2 separate regions of the Sus scrofa genome follow, and region 1 is linked to region 2. Evidence: chromatin contacts called from public HiChIP or PLAC-seq data. All regions are on one chromosome and are shown on one strand. The core of a region is the stretch at or near the end of the contact, and the rest is flanking DNA. Distances in the headings are between cores, read along the strand shown.

Region 1 (3,208 bases), core at 283-2,782, 240 kb after region 2:
TGGCCAGAGCTGCGTCCTTCTGAAGAAGCAGCGTTTGCTCTGTCCAGGGGTGCGTGTGACCCAGGGCTCTCCAGCTCTGCCCAGTGCCCACAAGTCCCCATGCTCCCACTGGGCCCTCCTTCTGCCCTGTCCCAACCCCTGGAAGATGTCCCCTTATCTGCAAGCTGCATGGATTTTGTTTTGTTTTGGTTTTTTTTTTTTTTTTCTGTCTTCTTAGGGCCACACCCACGACATATGGAGGGTCCCAGGCTAGGGGTCCAATCAGAGCTGCAGCTGCCAGCCTGCACCACAGCCACAGCAACTCGGGATCCTTAATCCACTGAGCGAGGCCAGGGATCGAACCTGCATCCTCATGGTTACTAGTCAGATTGGTCTCTGCTGAGCCACCACGGGAACTCCTGCGAACTGCATGGAGCAAGGAGAGGCTTTTGTGCACAGCCTGGCAGTTCTGCAGAAATGACCCTGGTCACCTCGACTCTGTGTGGCCACGTTACTGGAAGGGGAAATCTATCGCATCGTGTACAGACGTGGAGAAACAACCTTGATGTCCATTGGCGGGGAGGGCACAGTGGAACTGGTGTGTCCACAGAGAGGGGTCGCGGAGGCAGCCGAGGCCTGATCTCAAACTTGATAAGCTAAGTGCAAGGACCTTGGAGGTTTGAGGTCGCCAGGCTGTTTGGATAGCTGCCCCACCTTGGTGACCTTCAGCTTCATCCTCCTGCTCCTCCCAGAGGGGAGTGTTTTTGTGTCTCTCTGCCTGGCTCACCCCCACTGGGTAGCAGACATCCAACACAGGCTGCGGGGGGCAGATGGCCAGGTCCTTGGGCCACAGGACCCTGGCTGGCTGGAAACTCCTTGGAAAGCTCAGACCTGAGGCATCTGGGCAGGTGCACACAGGGCCTGCTGGGGTCAGCTGTTGGTGAGCGAGCCGGGGAATGCAGCCAGGAACCTGGGTGCTGGGCGGAGGGCAAGCAGAGCCCCTCAGCCTGCAGGCCTGCTCGGGTCCCCTTCTCGGCTCTGCTTCCCTGGGGTTCCTTCCTCTCTCCTCCATGGTCACAGCCTCAGCCCCTGGCTGTGCCCCCACCCCTGGCTATAGGATTCTCTTTTCTGGCAGTGGCACCAGTTTTTGAGTTTGGGGAGGTCACAATCACTCTCACTTCTTGTGACACCCCTGGGCTGTCCTGGTGTTAAACGTCACTTAATCTCAGGACAGTAGGGCATGAGAGAGAGGTGGGGGGGCCATCTCCTGAACCAGGGGTTCATCTGCCCATGACCATGTCCTGACGGTGGGTCACTGGCTCAGGAGGTCCTTGTTGCCTGAGACCCATGGCCCTGACCAAGCTGCTCCCCAAGGCAAGTGCTGTCAGCCATCTGGTTCCAGAACATTCTCTGCTCAGATTTACACTGTACAAAGCTGGACACGCCCCCTCTGTTGCATTTTCCAGTCGACGTTCCTCCTCTCCTGCAGTGTGCTTTGCTGCAGTCTGTGCCTGATGGTGGCCATGGGCTCTGCCAGCCCGGGCAGCCTGCCTGGCAGAGAGGGTGGAGGACAGGAGGTGCCTGGGCAGGGCTCTGTGTGGGCGTGGATGTTTGTGGCTCGCAGGGGCAGGCAGGGCAGAAATAGACACATGGCTGAGACTGTGGGCCCCTCACCCCCATCCGTGTCTTCCCTGGCTGCTCTCACTCCCATGGCCAGTGCTGCAGGGGTCCTGCCACCTGCTGTCAGGGTGTGCCAGAGCCTGACCACTCCTCACCCTCCACTGATGCCCCCCTCACCCACCCAGATGCCCACTTCTGCCCCCAAAGTCCAGAGGCACCTCCTAAGACACAGATCACATGTCACTCCCTGCCTGTCCTCACACTCAGAGTAAAAGCCCACCTCCAGGGCTCCCTTCCCAAGCGCCACTGCACAGGCCTCCTCCCTGTCCTGTGCTCACCAGCTGCATGCACCTGTTTAGGGCCTTTGTACCCACTTGGCCATGTTCTTTTGCTCAGATGTCAACTCTTCAGAGGGGACATCCTTCCTGGCTACCTGGCCACCATAGCTGCCTCCATCACGCCTCCTCTTTGACCCCTCAGGATGTTTCTCTGCCCTTTATCGCTATCTGACACACTGTGTTTTACTTTGTCTGTCTGGTCTTCTCTGGAATGTCAGCTCTAGGAGCCAGGCATTCAGCCTGTTTTGTTTCCTGCTATGTCCCTGGTGCTGAGACCAGGCCTCAGGATCCCTGGCTTGAGGTCTGACCATCTCCCCATTGCTCTAAGGGAGACGCCCAAAGTGTTTGTGGCTCATTCAGGGTGGCCTCCACCTGGGCTCTTGAGTAACAGTGGGGAGCACAGCCCCAGCTGATGCTCAGAAGAAGCACAGTGTTGAGTGAGCTCTGGGTCTGCTCATTAGCACATCTTGGCCGTGCTGACTGCCACAGGAGCTGGCTTCTGGCTCCATCAAAATGAGTGGGGGCAATAAAACAGCCAGTTCCCACATCTCAAGGTCAAACACCTGCAGACCAGGGGGATACATGGAAATATGCTTGGGTGTCAGGTAGTGCTGGGAAAGTGGTAGGCTGCTTTTGGTCAAGGGACCCAGGAAGGCCTCTGTCCTCTCTTAAGCCTGAGTCTGCATCCCCTGGTGCTCCTTGAAGTCAGTGGCACATGGGAAGCAGGGGCAGTAAGAACAGCATGTACCAGTCAGCATAGGCCAGATTATGCTGGGTAACAAATAGCCCCTATAGCCATATGGCCTAAAATAACAGTGGTGTGTTTCTTGCTCAGATTTTGTGTCCACCTTGGGTTGGCTGGTGGCTGTGCTTGCCACTGGCACTCAGGGACCCAGGCTGATGAAGCAGCTCCCACCCCAAACATCTGGTCTCTGTGGCAGAGAGAGAGTTCTGGAGGGCTCAAAGCAGTATTTAAGTCCTCCAACCTGGGAATGACCCACCATTTGTGCTTGCAGGCCAGTGTTCAACAAACAGCCTTACCCGATCCCAGAGAGGCCAGGCAGTGCAGCCTTGCTCTGTGCCCAGAACACACAGGGCTGGAACTGAGTGATGGTGGGTGGGATCTAGGGCTGGCCATTGATGGGCTTTGAGGAGCCCTGGAAGTGGGCTCCAGCTTGTGAGCACCTACGCCTATGGATATACTACAGGGTAGCCTTTGGCTTGGGGGCTTGGACATCCAGGGCAATTGTGCCTTCAGGCACAGTTGGATC
Region 2 (3,150 bases), core at 564-3,063:
CTGGTGTTGTTTCTGCAGCAGCTTGGGTCGATCCCTGGCCCAGGAACTCCCACATGCTGCGGGTGCAGCTAAAAAAACAAAAAACACCATTTCCAGGAGTTCCTGTTGTGACAAAGTGGGTTAAGGACTCAGTGTTGTCTCTGGGAGGATTTGGGTTTGATCCCTGGCCTCGCTCAGTGGGTTAAAGATCTGGCGTTGCTGCAAGATGCAGCATAGGTCATAGATGTGGCTCAGATCCAGTGTTGCCGTGGCTGTGGCATAGGCTGACAGCTGCTTCTCCAATTCATCCCCTGGCCAGGGAACTTCCATATGCTGTAGGTGCAGCTGTAGAAAGAAAAGGCAAAAAATCCCCACAAAAAACAAACAAAAAAAAATCCCACACACAAACACAAAAAACAAAAAACAAACCAAAACACCAGCGCCAGTCACAGAGAGAGATGAGGGTGGACATGGGTCACAGTCATAACTCTGGAGCCACATGGTTCCACAGCCCCACCATCAGGGAGGGGAAAGGGTCTGGGAGGGCTCAGATTTGGGGCAGTTGACAGAGTCTAAGCTTTCGTTGGAGTCACAAGGTCAGAAAATTTCATCATCATCTGTTAGGTTCCAGTTGATCTGGGTTTAAACTCAGCAAAAACCTGCTGAAGAAAGTGCTTCAGGCTAATCTGTACCTTTACTGTGGGAACTGGGGATCTTTGCTATTTATTATTTTTCCTCTTACCTGGTAAATAGTCCTTCACCCCTGCTGCCTTTTGTTTCCTTAAACTCATTAATTACTGAAACCAGTTTAAGGACATTGTGCTCAGGCTTAGATCCCAAAATGGCTTGGGCCAAAAATGGCTTCCCTTATGTCGAGAAAGACAGGCCTCAGGTTGGGGTGCGTCACTGATGTGGTTATCTCACTGTCCCCAGGGGAATCCGGCCCATCAGTTCCACCATTAGGAGGAGGCCTAGCAGCAGGCTCTGCAGGCAGTTTCCCCACGTGGGCAGAAAACCTCCTGGCCCTGCTAGTACCTTCTCTACTGAAGGGTCAGGAGGGGTGGGACCTGGGGTGAGGCAGGGGAGGAGTCAGTGGTCTTGGGGCCTATGTAGCAGGGAGACAATTTCAAGGACACCCTGGGGCAGCAGGGACTTGGCACAGAGGAGCCAGTGATATCCCATGGCTCCCTGCCTTGGGCACGTTCCTGCCTTTCTGGGCAGAGAGTCAAGGCAGCGTGCGGCAGCGGCAAGGCGCCCTTTGGGGTGGGGCAAGCTGAGTTCAGACCCCAATGTGGACTGGGCTGGGCAGGGACAGAACTGCTGGCTGTGGCTGGGCTGCTGACCTTAGGCTCTTGGCTTGGTAGCTTGTGTTTCAGTAGCCTCCTTGTCACCAGTTATGGTGGGAGGCCCCCGTGGGGTAAGTGGTGGCTGGATGCTGGATGTCTAACATGGACACAGGAGTGGGCGGCTCTTTATTAGTCATGTGGACTCGAAGCCCCAGGAAGGAGGATGCCCCAGGCCCCACAGAGCACTTGAGTAGCACTCAGAAGCAGAGTGAACTTGGGCCAGGGGGTAGGGGTGGGTCGGGGGGGTAGGGGTAGGCTTCAGGGTCAAGAGGATGCTGTGGCCCCCAGTTCTATGGGAGATTGTCGCTGATTTGTTTGAATCATTCCATGGGCTGGCAGTGAAGTAACAGCAGGAGCGCTACCAGTCCCTGGAGAAGGAGGGCATTGGCTAGCAGATCTCATGAGGCGAAGTGCTAAAACTGTGGGGCCCTCCCAGTTTTCCCAGCACCTACGACTGGGCCTTAATTTAGGCCTTTTACCACAATCTGCATTAGTCATGTGCCATCTGCAAAATGACTCAGACAGGCCTGGGTTTTGCGCAGCCCAATTGGACTGCTGGCTCTTGGCAGACAGGTCACCTGTGTGTGTGTTTGTGCCAGGTTTGTCCTTAGGGACAGTGGTTCCTAGGATGGTGGCAAGGGTTGGAGGAAAGGGTGTGTCAGGGTCTGGCACACACTGGGCACCCCATCTCTGAGCATTCCCTGTTAGATTTGGGGGCTTGGTTACAGGAGTCACCAGGCCACACTGAGTCCTGTGCAGTGCTGCCCTTCCCTCTAGGGCAGAGGGCCGTCCTCAAGCCGCCTGCCCTGGCCCAAAGGCTGTGCACCCACAGCTGTTGTGCTTCTGACCATACTCGGGCAAGAGTCGGCGGCTTCTATTAATAACCGGCTCAGTGGCCCAGGGCCCAGGGTGGCCAGCAGCTCCTATAAAGCCAGACCCACGAGCCCTGAGAGGCTCCTTCAGCCCCTGAGACCTTTAGCCCCCCTGTTGTACAGAGAGAAAAAGAAAAGTAAGTACTGAAACCATCCCCTTGTCCCTCTGCCTGGCCCCACTTGGTGGCCTAAAAAGTAAGACACAGAACAGTGGCGCAAGACATACCCCATGCAAAGGACGTCTGAAACACAGCCTCCGGGGCATTTAACTGGCCCAGGCGGGAAGAGGGCAGTGAGGAGGAGGATGGGGCTGGGCCTTCCCCTCCTCGATTTCCTTGTCCTAGAGGGGCAGAGCTGGGACCCCTTCCCCGGCCAGGTGACCGCAGAATGCATGTGTGTCTTGCAGCGAAGGCCGAGGTGCTGACTCCCCTTGAGGAGCGCACGGCTTCCTCCCTATCCCATCCAGTCCCCAGAGTCCCCCATCCCACCCCCTGGGGTTTTGTATTTTGAGAGGCCCTGTATGGGAGGACTTATAGGCCCCTCTGGAAATGAGTCCTGTTTGCATGATTGAAAGTTGCCTCGCCCTGACCTGTTGAAAGCTGGAGAAGCTTAAAGGGGACCCGGGAGGTGATGAGGGCGTTTCTTGGGTGCCCCAGGCACTCTCCAGAATGCGCAGGGTGTGTTTGGGGGGGCTCCTGGGCTGCAGTGGAGGGCCTCATTCAACCCCCTCCTCCCCCTGGACACTGGCTAGTCCCCAAGTCTGCCCCAAGGATGCCCCCTCAGGGGCCTGGCACTGAGGGTGCCTGAGGTGGGGGCAGCCTTTGGAGGTGATGGCTCTGGCCCTGTTGGGACGAGGGTGGGGGTGGGGGTGCCGGCAGAGTAACTGCTGATTAAGAGAGCCAGCTGAGTGCTACTTGATGTGAGTGGCAAGTGCTTGGGGTGGGGGGGGGGTC

The links. HiChIP or PLAC-seq counts read pairs in DNA pulled down with a chosen protein or histone mark.
Region 1: a contact with region 2 is called in an H3K27ac HiChIP or PLAC-seq map of skeletal muscle, with 3 times the contacts expected there. The contact joins two enhancer-like sites.

What each region holds. Positions count from the first base shown.
Region 1 is chr2:75,014,594-75,017,801 of Sscrofa11.1, forward strand. The region is part of intron 5 of PIP5K1C (phosphatidylinositol 4-phosphate 5-kinase type-1 gamma); the gene reads left to right. Among named protein-coding and RNA genes, the nearest start is that of CACTIN, 33 kb to the right of the region's middle. Within about 2 kb of position 1,533, at least 5 of the 83 cell types and tissues checked have an H3K27ac peak or open chromatin away from gene starts, as enhancers often do. A contact at or near this core is called in skeletal muscle, where this site is marked.
Region 2 is chr2:74,778,483-74,781,632 of Sscrofa11.1, forward strand. No RefSeq gene overlaps it. Among named protein-coding and RNA genes, the nearest start is that of NMRK2, 11 kb to the right of the region's middle. Within about 2 kb of position 1,814, at least 22 of the 83 cell types and tissues checked have an H3K27ac peak or open chromatin away from gene starts, as enhancers often do. A contact at or near this core is called in skeletal muscle, where this site is marked.